Regions from separate parts of the Mus musculus genome. Here regions 2, 3, 4 and 5 are each linked to region 1. The links are chromatin contacts, called in public Hi-C, HiChIP or PLAC-seq, Micro-C and promoter capture Hi-C maps. All regions are on one chromosome and are shown on one strand. The core of a region is the stretch at or near the end of the contact, and the rest is flanking DNA. Distances in the headings are between cores, read along the strand shown.

Region 1 (2,865 bases), core at 251-2,750:
CGGCATTCCCTGGGTCCTGGGGTTTAGGACATTTGTTGAGGCCCTCTTGATTGTAGATGCTTTGGAAAGCTTAAGCAAGAATCCAGACTCACTCCTGCATCGTAGAGGACACAGTGTCCCAGTCCCGGACTTGGCCCTAGGTGTTCCCCGGGTCAGAAAAAGGGAAAACACTCAGGTTTGCTGTCCTTGGGACTTAGAGGGGCAGAAAGGTGCTCTGACCCGAAATGGTTTCTTCATTCAGGGTACCTCCCTCCCCCAAACTAGCTGTTCACTGAGAGGGCTTGTCCTCTCCCTGTTCTGCAGGGAGCACAAAGAGGGACTGGATAAAGAGCCCCACTGAGACCTGAGCTGGGGTCTCAGAGTCAGAAAATAAGAGACTCATCCTCTCAAACACGCCCCTTCCCTGCCCTCTCAGACAAAGGCACACACCCAAAGCCCCAGCTGTCACCCAGAGCTGCAGAATGCAGGCACCTCTCACCTTTGGGCGCCCCAAATTTTCTCTTTCCTGTGGGGAGGGTGGGTGTCACTTAAGAACTCAGCTTGGTCTTTGGGAGATGATAGTTACGTGTCTTTATTCTTCAAAGGACCTAAGGTCTAAGGCTCCAGGCTATTCCGGGGAGACTCTCCACCTTCTAACCCCTCTCCAGGGCGTCGCAACTCCTCTCTCCCGGGGTCCGAAGCTGTGCCCAAATCTCAGGGTTGGGGTGGAAGGTGGGGGAAGGGAGAGGAGGAGGGGGCGGCTCCTCCAAGCGAGACACAAAGAGACGTCCTTCAGCCTCGGCTCCATGGCGACGCTGAGGAGGGGGAGCGCGCACTCTGGACTTCCTTCCCCACCTGCAGGACTCTAGGGACCTCGGTACCACTCACCTGCCGCCCCTCACCTGGGTCCCACTTACCTGGGCTGGGGCCGCGGGGACGCCGCGGCAGGGGGCCTGGGCGCCGTGTCGATCTTCGTCTGCCCGGCCCGAGAGGGGCTCAGGGCACCACTACCACCATGAGCCGGGACGCTGAAGGCGTCGCAAGGGGCTTGGTCGCCCGGGTCCCGAGGCTTTGGGGTGCCCGCGGCTTCTCGTTAGCAAGAGGATCTTGCTGTCCTAGGTTTGGGGTCCCTGTGTGCCGGAGTAGCGGATTAGGGAGGCTAGCGCCCCAAGCCTGGGTCTCTCTGTGTCTTGAGGTGTGCGGTTGTAGCAAGCAGATCTTGGGGGGCCCGGGTTGGATCGGTCGCTGCGTCCCAGCAGCCGCGTGCGAGGATGGAGGTCACCGCTCAGCCGCTGGGGGGTTCGGGCGCCGCCGCTGCGAGCAGCCCGGCCCTGCGGGCTCCTGCCCCGGCCTGGCGCGGGCTGAGGCTGCGGCTCCGGCTGAGGCTCCCGCTCCGCCCGGCACTCGGGCTCCAGCGCCGGTGCCCGCCCGGGCTGCGCTCCATCGCGGCCTCGCGGCTCCGCCTCCCGCCGGCGCGTACCTGCCCGCCCGCCGCTCCGCCCTCCGCCTCGCGCGCCGCCGCACGCGCCTTTGTCCGCCGCGCCGGGTGCGCGCTCCGCGCACGCGCACTCCCGCCGCGCCCTCCCGCCAGGCGCCACGGGCCTGGACCTCCCCACCGCCGCGGGAGCCGCACGATGCCCCGCCCGCTTTCCGGCCACGCGGGGTCCTAAGGCCCGCCGGTCATTGGCATAAGCTTCTTTTTCTAGGTCAGAGCCCAGGAGGGGGCCAGAACGAGGTTAGAGAGGGCTCGGGGGAGTCACAGAGGGTCACCTGGTCCAGCTGCTTGGTCCCCGAGGGGCTAGACTGTCCCAGACTATTCCAGCCTGTGCTTGTGGGGCGGAGCCTGGATCTGTTTCAAAGAAGAAAAATAAATCCGAGCTCTCCTATTCAGAATGCACTCGCTCATTCAACTACCGGTCCATCTGTTCACCCGCCTGTCTGCCCATTCATCCTTCCACCTATCCATTCGATTTCCAGGGGACCTCATAAGACTACTAGGCTACTCAGAGACCTGGGGTCTGTGGGGCCGTGCAGGGTTCAGGCAGAACTTTCGAGCTCTGCTGTAGGGAGACCGCGAAGTAAGTTTAAGGAAAAGCTGGGATTAAAGGTGTATAGCAGAACGGAAGAAGGGGGTGGGGGGTTCCTGGCTGAAGCAGCAGCTGTGCAAAGCCACCCGGGTGTGAAGAGCTTTGTTCATTAACCGGAAATTGTAGCCTGGATGCAGGTGGGGCGATCGAGCAGAGATGGCGACAGAGTGGGAACAACGAACGCATCCTTCCAGAGGCCCAGTCTCCCATGCAGCATACTATTTTATTCATAGAAAAAGCCCCCGACGCACCCAAAATCTCTCCTCCTTTTAATCTCTGATCAGATTGTTTTCTCAAATTAGCATCCTCTTCCAACCACTCCAGCTGCTGGTAGAACTTTTAGAGCTGGTTATTGCAAACTCAGGTAGCCTTAGGTGGAGCTGGGAAGACGGCTTATTAAGTAAAGTGCTTGCCAGGCAAGCATGAGGGACTTGAGTTCCTCCAGTGCCATGACACCTGTAGTTCCAGCCCTGGGAAGGCAGAAACAGGTGGATCCCAGGGACCAGCCTGATCTGATCCGTGAGTTCCAGTGAAAGACCCAGTCTCTGAATAAATAAATAAGTACGGGAGGGGAGAAGGGGAACCAAGCGAGATGCTGCTAAAGACCAGGGTTCAGGCCCCCAGGACTCAGCTATGGCTGGGCAGGTGTAGCAGCCTAGAATCCCAGCATTTAGGAGGCAGACAGGATCCCCAGAGCAAGCTGACTAGCAAGACTAGCCGAATGAGTCAGCTCTAGGTTCAAGTGAGAAACCATGCCTCAATTTGTAAAATAGAGAACAAGAGAATCAACCTCCGTCTG
Region 2 (2,865 bases), core at 262-2,761, 970 kb before region 1:
CGAGGTCTCAAAGTCAGGCTGAGTGAAGATGATAGCCAAGAAGGCTGGAAAGAACCGGACTTCACAGTTAGCAGTGGAAGAGGCCTAGAGAGCAGGTGTCCTTTCCCAGCAACTCATCAGGTCCGCTAGGGGAACGAGCATTTATCCCCAAGGCAGCCAGAGCCCTCCAGCTGAACTCAAGTCTACTGAGAAAGGGACAGCCCAGGGTCCCTGGCAGCTCTGGGAAGTAAAATAATTGGTGAATAGTTAGGGTCTCAAATGGCAGACTCTAACTCATTCTGATGTCCTAAAAACCTCCAGGAGAAAACCCAGATCCCCAGCATGCTCTGCCAACCAACCTGCCTGGAGCTGTGCTGGAGTATGAGGGAACTACTGTCCCATAGCTCCCTACAGACAGAGCCACTCTTCCAGTCTGGGGTAGTCACTTAGGTCGGTTGCCAACTGTCTTAGACTCAGTTCCTCACCTAGAAAATGGAGTCAGTACTAGCAACAAACCAGACTGGAGGTGCTTAGAATAGCATCTGGCACACCATAAACTATGCGAGAGGTAGCTGTTGTTACTGCGGCCTGGCCTCATCTTCCCTCACCTCTGGCCTTTGCTAACTCCTATATCTGGACTCAGGATACAGGATTGTGAGTTTACAGACATCAGGCTGCGTGGAGACTGAAGCCACTCAGCACGGTGCCTCAAGCAGCACCCAGCATGGCATCTGGCTCTCACAGTGGGCCAAACGTCTATCCAATGGGGCGTGGGGGGCAGTGAGCACAAGGATGGGCCAATTCTGAGTTTCTAGATCTGAGATCCAGGAAAAGGCGGGGGCAGGATTTTTGACTTCTGTCTGAGGGACGTTGAACCTGGCACAGGTTCGAGGGTGGGGGTGGGATCGGGACGGAACACGTACCTCCTTGTTGTCCACAGGGATCTTGAGTTTCACCACCTCATACTTCTCCTCACCCTCCTCCTCCTCACCCTTCACCAGCAGCACCATCTCCTCCTGCATCTCTTCCTCCTCCTCCTCCTCTGCCTGCTGTTCGCCAGGCATCTTGGTGTCCTGAGGCGGGGCGCTGGATCAGAGGCTCAGGACCCGCCCCCCACCCCCACCCCCACCCCCACTGTGGCCCCGGCCCAGACAAGGCGGTGCAGCCGTGGCTTCCCCCGCCCTGCCCAGGCTCCGAGTCCAGTCCTTTCCCATCCACCCTAACCCAACCCCACGCTCCGACACTGCCCAGGGCCCAGCTCAGAAGACACCCGTTCACCCCACTCATCCCGACATTCAGGGCCCTGAACAGTTCGAATCTCCAGCTCCCGCGAGTTGCCACCCTCCTCGCGCTGAGTCACTCCCCAGAGCCTGGGTCGGCGACCTGAGCGCTAAGGGATGAGCCGGAGGCCCGCTGGAGCTGAGGCCCCGGGGTGGAGTGCGCACTCACCAGCCCGAGGTTCGGTGCTCGTGCGGCCCCGGGCCTGGGCGAGGGGCGGTTGGGTGCTCTGCGAAGGCCGCGGCTCCGGAGGCGGGGGCGGGGCGGGGCCCCAGGGGCGGACATTCATTGGTTCGCCCGTCTGGCCCCGCCCCTAGGGGAGAGGCTGGAGGCCTGAGCTTCTGTCCCTAACCGCCCCGGGAGGGGTAGCCGGGACTCAGAGGTGTCCGCGGCCCGGAAACTCCTAACCAACAGACCATGCCTAGCCCGGCCTTCAAGGCCCTGCAGCCGAGTTCCAACCACCCTCAGCCGGGCTCCGCCGCTGCTGGATCTTGACGCCCCACCGAGATTGCTGTGCCCGCGTAGGCCACGTGCGCTCCCGGGGGTCTGGGCCTCTCGCTGGCGCCCCGCCTGGAGAGCGGGCCCTGTTGCCTCCTCTCTTCTTTCCCCTCCTTTTTCCTTCTTCGTTCTTTCTCGCGTCGCCTTCCCATCCCCTGATCTGCCAGACAGCTTACTGTTTGCCCGCATGCGGCCCAGATCCACCACCGCCCAATCTGTCGCTTTCATCTACCGAGTGTTGTTTCTGACTTGTCAGAGGCTCACTATGTAAACCTGGTTAGTTTAGAACCAGTGGCAAGCCCCCGACCCTCACCCCGAATCTGGAGAGTATAAGGCAGGAGTTGTCGTGCCTGGCTTGGGTACCTGTTCTTGAAAGTTTGCTGTTTTACACACTGGGTCACATTTGCTCAGCACAGAGGATTGCGATCTCACTTTACACGTGCACTTAAAGATAGTTCAGAGAGGACTGATTTACCTAAATTATACAGTAAAGAAGCATTTCTCACTACTGGTAGTGTGGGAAGAAATAGCCCAAGGTCAAATCCACTCTACAATACTACATACAGTACCATCTTGCCTATCTCTCTAGATATTTTTAACTGGGCATGGTGCCACTTAGCCCTGGGGAGGCAGAAGCAGGTGGACTTCTGTAAGTTGAAGGCCAGGCAGACCTGCATAGTGAAACTTTTTTTTTCTAATAAAAATAATAAAGGAGCCAGAGAGATGACTCAATGGTTAAGAGCACTGACTGCTCTTCCACAGGTTCAATTCCCAGCAACCACATGGTGACTCACAACCATCTGTAATGGGATCAGATGCCCTCTTCTGGTGTGTCTGAGAGAGCTACAGAGTACTCATACACATAAAATAAATACAATCTTTGTGGTTGTTGTTTTGGTTTTTTGTTTTGGTTTTTTTTTTTTTGGGGGGGGGGTTCGAGACAGGGTTTCTCTGGATAGCCCTGGCTGTCCTGGATCTCACTCTGTAGTCCAGGCTGGCTTGAACTCAGAAATTCACTTGCCTCTGCCTCCCAAGTGCTGGGATTAAAGGTGTGCGCCACCATGCCCAGCAAATACAATCTTTATTTTTTTTTTTTTTTTTTTTTTTTTG
Region 3 (2,865 bases), core at 200-2,699, 670 kb after region 1:
TAGCCTTCCCTGTATTCTTGGTGGCTCTCAGTGGTTAGCCCTTCTCCTCCATGGGGCAGGGTACCTGGGTGTAGGAGCCCCTGAAGTCAATCTTGACATTCTGATGTCCTGGAGTTCTCATAAACAGCCTCACAAAGATAGAGCCACCTTGATCCCCATTTTACAGATGGAGAAAGTGAGGACCCAGGAGGCTCAAAGAAGCAGAGAGGCTTGCCCTGGTTCGCTGCTAGACTCGGAAATGCTACCATGTGCTCTAACTGCCTCAGAGAGCACAGACATTCTCTTAGGAACTACTCGTGACCCTCTAATGCATCTATGACCTGCTCTGGTCCTCTTGACACGTCCTAAGCACAGACATTATTTCCTATGCTATTAACCCATGTGCCGCCTTCTCCTATTCTGTTCTCTAGACTAGACTTCCAACAACCTCCGGGCTCCCCTCTCTTCTCATGGAAGAGGTGTTACCTCTTATCATCTGACCCAGGCCCTGGATTTGGGTGGTGACACCTGGTTGGACTGCCCACCTTGCCATATCATGACAAGACCCATAAGGAATGTCACTCTTCCCCTGTGGAGTCAGATTTCCTTCTCTGTGAAGTAGGCACCCCACCTGCCTGGAAGGATAGATGGAGTTAAAGTAATAAACTATACTGGCCGGTAGTACCTGATTTCCTCCCTACAAAACGGCCCCCTGGAAGCTTCCCAATGCCCCTGGCTACTGCCTATCACTGCCTGGCAGACTGTCTACCATCCAGAGTCTCTCTTTTTTTTTCTCCTCACCACTTCTTGCAGGCAGTTTTGCATAGGCAAGGGATTATGCTAGCCATGCTCCTGCCTCCATAACCCTCCAACATTCAGCAAGGGCATTCCTAGTCATTTTTAGTCAGTTGAACAAGGAACTCCAGCCCTGACTCTGCCCACACTAACTGCGTAGTGTTCTTTGCCTGTGTCCCACCACAGTGTTATGCAAAAGACAGAAAAAAGGCCCCCAGACTCAGGGAGAACAAGAACTAGAGTCTACTTACCTACTCCTTCAGGGTCTTTCTCAGAAAGCCATTCTTTAGGCTGGGGCACTTGGGTGGTCTCCTGGGCGTGGGAGTCACAGCGGGACTCGGAGTGGTGGTGGTGGGAGGTGAAGGTTTGAGGTGGGCAGGAGTTCAGTCAGGTGCAAGTCCAGAATCAGGGGAGTCACTGCTGAGATAGTCCTGAGGCTGAGGACCAGCCGGGCATCTGGGCAGAGCCTACACAGAGGAAGACAGTAGGGCTGGGGCAGCCAGACAGAGACAGGGCACGCCTGGGGCACGGGCTGAGGCCAGTTGGCTGCCCCAGGGATGGGCAGACTTGCGGTCAGACAAGCAAGTGACCGTGAGGCACACCACAGGAGAAGTGGGCAGACAGCTGTGTGCGACTGAAACACAGGGCCACCAGCGGAGGCTTCGGTGTCTATCTGAGGCCAGGCAAGGGGTGGGGAGGGGATGTGGTAAACAGTGCCCCGCCCAACCCAGCCAGATCCTCCAGAAGGGGCAAGAAAAACTAAGATGCCTGCAAGCAGGCACCCACGGCTCCCCAAAGGTCACCCTTAACACGATATTTGGGGTCTGACATCTTGCAGACAGATGACATCATCCCAAAGGCCTCACAGTCGTGTCCCAAGAGGCAGGCAGTGAAGTGGGACTTGCCACTTCTTGAAGATGTAGAAACCGAGACAGAGATGTGACAGTAGCACATCCCACCTGAAGCCCTTGGTATTTACCCTGAGCCCCTCAGCACAGATGGGACAGACTGAAGGTGGACGCCTACCTCATGACTGCTCTTTTACAGGTGTCTAACTGGTCCATTTTGTCTGTCCCTTGCCTGCCCCAGGGTCCTGATTCAGAATGACCCAGACACTCAGACTTTCTGCCTTAAGCACTGCTCATGACCATCCATTCCCCAGTCCCCAGCCTCAGCATTGTGGGAAGGAGGACATGCGCTGCTACCCTGGAGGAGAGAACCCTGCTGCTCCTGAGAGCCTTGCTGTGCCCCTTGTCCAGCCAGGAGGGCAAGGCAGCCACACACAGATAGAAATCCAAACAAATAGAGAAAATAAACTCTTTCTTTCTTTCTTTCTTTCTTTCTTTCTTTCTTTCTTTCTTTCTTTCTTTCTGTCTGTCTGTCTGTCTGTCTGTCTTTCTTTCTTTCTTTCTTTTTTTCTTTCTCTCTCTCTCTTTCTTTCTTTCTTTCCTCCCTTCTTTCTCTCTCTTCCTTCCTTTCTCCTCCCTCCCTCCCTTCCTTCCTTCCTTCCTTCCTTCCTTCCTTCCTTCCTTCCTTCCTTCCTTCCTCATAAAAAGGGCTTTATTATTGAAAGTTCAAATTAATTCTAAACAGTGAGGTTTCCATTCATTTTCTGACCATGCTGAGGCTATCACCATTCCTGTCAAACCATGGGTGACCTCCTGCCTCTGCCTCTTCCCTCGACAGTCCAAGGGTGGTCCCCATAGTTTAGGGCAGCTTTTAGAATCCCTTAAAATCTGCCTCCGAGACTCATCTCTTCAGAACTCACAAGCAGGTTCATAAGATCATGTCTATCCTGTGCAAACCGACACTCTAGCCGTCACTCAGACCTCATGCCTGCACCCGTGAGGCCAATGTTTAGTCAACCTTTGAGGCGAAACAACTTGTTGAAGACTCCATTGATGAGCAGTGAACTAGTCCAATCCCGTGCTCTGCCCAGGACCACTCTTGAGACAGTGCGTAGGTTCTCCTGCAGCTGTAGCATTTACCTTCTCAAGGTACTCCCACAGACCTAAAAGCAAGCTTTGTCTATGTTTCAACAATTTAAGCATAACATGAGCAGCAAGCCCTCATCCATGGTCAGCACAGGAG
Region 4 (2,865 bases), core at 153-2,652, 560 kb after region 1:
TTATATTGCTTAAAGGTCTTGTAAAGGAAAGGCTTAAAGGAGTCCAAGGACTCCTAGATTTTAAGAACCACTGTTCGACAGCAGGACAGGGCAAACTGATAAAACGCATTTTTTTATAGTGCCTCGAGGACAAAGGACAAAGGCACCCTTTAAGCAGATGTAACACATTCGATGGTAACATGTCTTTCCATGCTACATCCACTGGCTTTCACAGCAATGCAGAAGGAAGGGGCAGTAATGAACTGTGAAGCAGCACAGACCCTTCCAGTCTCCTCAGACATCAGTGTTCCCATCTGAAAAGCTGGATATCAGAACAGCTATTCCCAGGGAGCGCCTGAGTGTCCACAGTGATTCTAACCAGGCTGCCTTTAGCCTTACGACTGACTAACTAACTGGCTATCATAGTTTGAGACTTGCTCCTAAAAACAATCTGCTTCTGTACAGATTGGCAACTGGTTTATCAGTCACAGCCCACCAAACTTGCTCCCGTAGACATGTGCACTGGCAAGCTCTGGAATGGAAGGCTTCTAAAATATTTTTTTTTTTCAGATTTTAAACTCCCATCGTCCAGGAGTCTTACTCATGCTGTCTCTTGATTAGCTATTTGACTTTGGCCAGGCAAAGTGGCCTGCCTTGTCTGAGCCTCAGCTCCCTCGCCTGTAAAATAAGTGACTATCCCAAAGGACTGCTGTGAAACGTTTGCACTTGTCAGTAGCTACAGAAACCCTGGCACCGAACAGTACTCAGTTCACGTGAGTTATCAACAATACCGAAGCACATAAAACTCTTCCCAGCCCTTTCCCTCCACTCCTGATGCCAGGAGCTGACAAACGTACTCCCAAGGGACACGCTTACCGCCAACCAACTTCGACATTCCCATCGCCCATCCCAGGACCCCCGCAATCCTCCTCACGCCTCCCCCGCGCCAATCTCTTCCCCGTCCCCCCTCCCTAAGTCTGAGAGAGGGACTCCTACAAAACCACTCCCAGCCGTGGTCCCCATCCCGCACCGCCAGAACCTTCCCCTCAGGCTGGACACCATCCTGGGCCGGGGTCCCTGTGGCTAGGCGTTCCTCCCTGAGACACCTCCGAGGGATGAGGGACGGCCGCCCAACCTCCCGGCGGGGCCCACGGACACTAACCGTCCATCCCTAGAGGCGGCGGTTCCGGCCTCCCGAACCGGAAGCGGCCCTGACAGTGTTTGCAGTTCCCCTGGTTACTACGGGGTTCCGGACCAATGGAGGAGGAACTCTGATCATTGAGCCCGCCCTCGGGTAGCGTGACGTCACGGCGGAGCGCTGGGACTCCCCATCAGTCCTCCCTAGGCCTCGGATCGCTGTACGCAGGCGCATTGGGCCCTGGCCTCGGCGGCGAGGTGCGCAGGCGCCCCGGGCGCTGCTAACTGAAGCGGCCATGGACGCGCTCGAGTCGTTGTTGGACGAGGTGGCCCTGGAGGGGCTCGACGGCCTGTGCCTGCCCGCGCTGTGGAGCCGCCTGGAATCCCGCTCGCCTGCCTTCCCATTGCCTCTGGAACCCTACACGCAGGAGTTTTTGTGGCGGGCTTTAGCCACGCACCCGGGCATCAGTTTCTACGAGGAGCCGCGAGAGAGACCTGACCTGCAGCTCCAAGACCGGTCAGCCACCAGGGGTGGGGCGAGGGCTGAGAGCCTGGAGCGGGGCAGGATGGTGCGATGCAGAACGGGGACCGTGGGACGTGGGGGATGGGCGCGGGAGGCGAGCAAACCTGAGCTCTGCGCCCTAGCAGGCCGGAGTAGATGAGCTGGGGGATGGGGTATCCGCTGTGACGGAACTGTTTCCCAGTGTGTTAAAGGAGCGAGTCTAAAGAGTTCCTTTAAGTTGGGTGATAGGACGGGAGTAGGAAAGTGGTTAAAAAGTGGGACTAGGTGAGGTCCTTCAGGGACCTTTAGGGAGCGTTCGTTCCGAAAGCTAAGGCAGCTCACTGGAGGTCTGCATAGCCCCGAATAGCAGTGAAAGAGTAGCCGAGGTGGACTGGGCGCTTCCCATAGGTGGGTTCCAAGACCCAGTTCTGGAAGCGACAGAACTCAGTTCCGCGACACTGAGCGAGACACTATTGTCTTTTCATTTTACAGAGGAGGAAACTGACGCCGAGAGGTTAAGGGATTAACCTTAGGTTAAGTACAGGATTCAGGGATTGCTAAATGCACTTTTCCCTTCTCCTATCTGTCCTTCTCCAGGAGCAGAATCCAGCTCCTTGCATGCTCTGCCCTTAGCCTCAGCCCACCCCTTACTCCCCTGTACAAGTTTTTGTTAAGAAAGGGCTGACGAGCTGGTCTTGGTGTTACACGCCTTTAATCCCAGCACTTGCGAGGCAGAGGCAGGCGGATTTCTGAGTTCGAGGCCAAGGCTACACAGAGAAACCCTGTCTCGAAAAACCAAAAAAAAAAAAGAAAAGAGAAAAAAAGAAAAAAAAAAGAAGAAAGAGCTGACAATACAGTTCAGTGTGATTTCATATCATACCCGCTTGCCTCTGCACTCTAGCACTTGGGTTACAGGCATGCCCTACCATGCCCTGCAAGTTGGAACTCTTAAGCTATATTATGAAGGTCAGAGGAGGTTCTAGAGGTAATAATGAACCAGATAAGTTTAGATTTAGGCGGCCACTTGGCAGAGTGCTCTGAACAAGCAACACCAAGTAGAATAGCTTAACGGGAGAGAAGTGAACTGCGTGCGCCTGAAGAGTACGCTTGGAAGCAGGGAGCGTGGAAAGTTTTACAACACCCTGAAGAGGAGGCTCAGGGGGTGAAGTGGGCATCCACTAGGATTCCAGGAAATTTAGGTCCAGGATCTACTCTGCCCTTGACTAAACTGTCTGAGAAAGAACCTG
Region 5 (2,865 bases), core at 143-2,642, 530 kb before region 1:
ATAAACTATTGTATGTGAGGGTGAGGATGCAGGACATTGCTCACCCAGGCAACAGTGTGGGAGGTTTCTGCCAACCTGGACTATCAGGATAAAGGGATGGCCAGCCACACCCTGCCTTTAGACTCCTGGTTATTTTAAGAGGTGAGTATCCTGCCTGCATCTGCTCTCCTTTGGAAAAAAAAAAAAAGTACAACCACCAGCAGGCACCAGAGTCAAGGGAGGAGGGAACCAGAGGAGGCAGTGGGAGGCAATATCTAGATGTTTTCCCTTCTTGTTCTGCCTTACAGATCCTGGACCTGAGACTGATTTCTTGACTAATTTCACTGTATTTCCAAGGAAGAGGTTCCTCTAAAGACCGGTGAGTGAGCAGTGGCACCTCCTCCTCTCAAGGCAAACCAAAGCTGCCTCTTCTTCACCCCCCACGCAGGGATGAATGTCAGGAGCCTCAGGTTTCCCTAAATATAGGTCCCGGCCGCGGGATTCGTGGTGGGGAAAGGGCAGGGGTTACCGAGAAGGTCTGGGACACTGGTGCGGGGGTGTGTAGGGGAGGGGTGGGGAGTAGGAGCTGCCTTAAAACCCAGCCCTGGACTGCCGGGCTCACTCTCTGCTGACCGGGCTCTGCGGCTTCTGTCACTGCGCCACAGGTGGGCCGCTATCCGGATTGCAGGATGGGAATGGGGGTTGCGGATTGGGACCTGAGGAAACTGAGTGCTCTGAGAGTTACAGGGTGACAAGAGAGCTCCGAGACGGATTTTTTTATTTTGGAGAAGGAAATCAGGTTCGGGAAAGACCTGTCTGGCTTGGGCCAGTCCTTGTCGGTCATTTCCTCAAACTGGGTGTGTTTAGCTCGCGGGTGGTGCCTCCCGCCAATCTGCTAGGCAACGCCAGGCCTGGATACGCCACTCAGTTCCGATGTGGCCGGCACACTAGTTCTGGGAGGTTTTGCCTGCGTACCATGTCAGCTGCGCCGTGCTCTGGCCAGGGAGAGATGGAACGCGCCCTGCATTTTAGTCAAGCGACGAAGCAGGCAGGCAGGGAGGCTCCGAAGCTCTGCGTTCTTAGCAGTGACGTCAGGCTGCAACTACACAGCCGGAAGCCAGGGGTCTTGGAGGAGAGGCCAGCCACCATCTCACTCTGACCCCCTCCCTACTCTTCGCCAACCCACATTCCGGCTGAGTCACGATGTTCGCGCGCGCGCCAGGCAGGGGTTGGGGGGGGGGGTGTTGGGGGGGGGGGCCTGGTGACCTGCGGGATGTGGCTCGAGTCACGTCCTAGCGGGGCGGAGGAGGGATCGTGTTCTAGCCGCTTGTCTCCTCCCCAGTGCCGCCTCCTATCGGAGCATCTTGGGGCGGTGCTGCGCACAGTGCCCACCTTCAATTGGACGGTTCCCGTCCCTGCAAGGGAAAAAACCTGCAGAGGGCGGAGCGGCGCCTTTAAATGTCCGGGGCCCCGCCTCCCGTCCCCCCCAACCCAGCTGAATAGGCTGCGTTCTCTTGGAACGCGCAGCAGAACGAGGTTCTGGTGACCCTAGCCGCGTTCGCTCCTTAGTCCTTTCGCCTACCCACCGGCGTACCAGGCAGACCCACCCCGTCCTGTGCCAGGTGAGCGCCATTTGACACGTGCTCGGGGAAGGGTCTATGGGGTTAGGATCTTGGGCCGGTGGCGGGCAGTGCAGAGCCGTCTTCCCCACGGCCCCTCACTTCTCCTTTTTCTACCCCCACGCTTGCCCCCAGCCCGGGTTCTCCGGCCTGCGCCCTGGCGGTTCGCTGCGCCACGCAGCAACTCAGCGCGCTGAGTCATGCCGGGGGAGGAAGCAAGATGAGGTGGAAAAACAGACCCCTCTTTATTTTTGCAAAAACTCTCCGCTATGCAAAGCATCAGGGTCCCATTTCCTATTCAAGAGATCTCAAGAAGCGATGGGGAGACGGGGGCGATCGGCTCTTACACCGTCTCAGGATTTACGCGATGGGGTGGAGGAAATTGGTTTCCTTTCGGGGGAGCCCCAGGAGAGAAGGCTAAACTCCTCAGCTGCAGTACTCTGTTGCCCATTAACACTTTACTATCTTTCCTTATCTGTGACCTTGATTCTGAGTCTGGAACCGCTGTAGCGTAGAAGTGCACGTGCCTCGTACATCCTTTCCCTCCCCTTCTAACAGTATGGAGGCAAAGGTTTCGTTCTACCTGGGCTCCATAGCCCCTTTTCTGTGCTTCTGATGGCCCTGTGTTTTTCCTAATAATTAATCCTTTTCCTCGAGCTCCTCCCCCGCAACCATCACGAAGAGAGAAGCCTGACCTTGGGGTGTCCTTGAAGCCTGGGCCGGCCCTGGGTGGATTAGAAGGGGCCCCCCCACCTCAGTCGGGAAATCTTGGTTCTCTCTTAACTCTCGCCTTTGGGTTGCTATGTGGCTTTGAGCACAGATCATTTCTTTCTTGGGCTCTTTCAGATGAGGGTATTAGGCTCTCTGCCCTATTCGTGATCCTTAAATTCTAAAATATTCCCGGTTCAATTTTGTTTCTAGGCAAGGTGACCCATGGCAACGCGCAGGCCAGATGGGTCCAGCTTCAACATGACCCGCCTGTCCCTGGCTCTGGCTTTTTCCTTTCCCCCAGTTGCCAGTGAGCAACCCCACTCTGAGCTGGGCAACACCCAGCAACAGACAGAGTTAGGAAAGGTACAGGAAGAGGCAGGTCTAGTATAGGGAAGTCGGGAGTAGGGGAGAGCTCTGGGACAGGAAGTATCCCAGGACCCTCAGGGAGTGGGGCAGGGGAGGTGGGGGCTAGTGCCCTGGCCTCCAGGGAAGCTTTGTTACCGGGGAGACCATGGGATGGTCCAACTAAGCGCTGGTCTCTGTCTGCCTCCCTCAC

What was found. Promoter capture Hi-C pulls out the DNA fragments that hold promoters and counts their contacts. A called contact is a pair of places that touch in the nucleus more often than the background predicts. HiChIP or PLAC-seq counts read pairs in DNA pulled down with a chosen protein or histone mark.
Region 2: a Micro-C map of embryonic stem cells shows a contact between it and region 1, with 3 times the contacts expected there. The contact joins the promoter of Zfp771 here to the promoter of Sbk1 in region 1. A contact is called at or near these places in 1 of 39 promoter capture datasets (pre-B cells) and 1 of 484 Hi-C or Micro-C datasets (embryonic stem cells).
Region 3: a promoter capture Hi-C map of pre-B cells shows a contact between it and region 1. The contact joins the promoter of Il21r here to the promoter of Sbk1 in region 1.
Region 4: an H3K27ac HiChIP or PLAC-seq map of extraembryonic endoderm stem cells shows a contact between it and region 1, with 5 times the contacts expected there. The contact joins the promoter of Gtf3c1 here to the promoter of Sbk1 in region 1. A contact is called at or near these places in 4 of 39 promoter capture datasets (the HPC-7 cell line, HPC-7-derived erythroid cells, cranial neural crest and 1 more), 6 of 115 datasets of contacts at active chromatin or transcription factors (astrocytes, craniofacial prominence, embryonic forebrain and 3 more) and 1 of 9 other capture datasets (macrophages).
Region 5: a contact with region 1 is called in a Hi-C map of cortical neurons, with 2.9 times the contacts expected there. The contact joins the promoter of Aldoa here to the promoter of Sbk1 in region 1. A contact is called at or near these places in 1 of 39 promoter capture datasets (cranial neural crest), 1 of 484 Hi-C or Micro-C datasets (cortical neurons) and 3 of 115 datasets of contacts at active chromatin or transcription factors (bone marrow-derived macrophages, large pre-B cells and pancreatic cancer cells).

What each region holds. Positions count from the first base shown.
Region 1 is chr7:126,271,131-126,273,995 of GRCm38.p6, reverse strand. It overlaps Sbk1 (SH3-binding kinase 1), which reads right to left and starts at 1,500. Exons shown (of 4, transcript NM_145587.3): 1 at 897-1,500.
Region 2 is chr7:127,243,172-127,246,036 of GRCm38.p6, reverse strand. Zfp771 (zinc finger protein 771) reads right to left here and starts at 1,511. Exons shown (of 3, transcript NM_177362.4): 1 at 1,429-1,511; 2 at 903-1,052. The coding sequence starts at 1,043.
Region 3 is chr7:125,602,013-125,604,877 of GRCm38.p6, reverse strand. Il21r (interleukin 21 receptor) reads right to left here and starts at 1,449. Exons shown (of 9, transcript NM_021887.2): 1 at 1,026-1,449.
Region 4 is chr7:125,706,225-125,709,089 of GRCm38.p6, reverse strand. Gtf3c1 (general transcription factor III C 1) reads left to right here and starts at 1,402. Exons shown (of 37, transcript NM_207239.1): 1 at 1,402-1,633. The coding sequence starts at 1,413. D430042O09Rik (RIKEN cDNA D430042O09 gene) reads right to left here and starts at 1,220. Exons shown (of 28, transcript NM_001081022.2): 1 at 1,142-1,220. The coding sequence starts at 1,148.
Region 5 is chr7:126,797,781-126,800,645 of GRCm38.p6, reverse strand. Aldoa (aldolase A, fructose-bisphosphate) reads left to right here and starts at 1,392. Exons shown (of 9, transcript NM_007438.4): 1 at 1,392-1,601.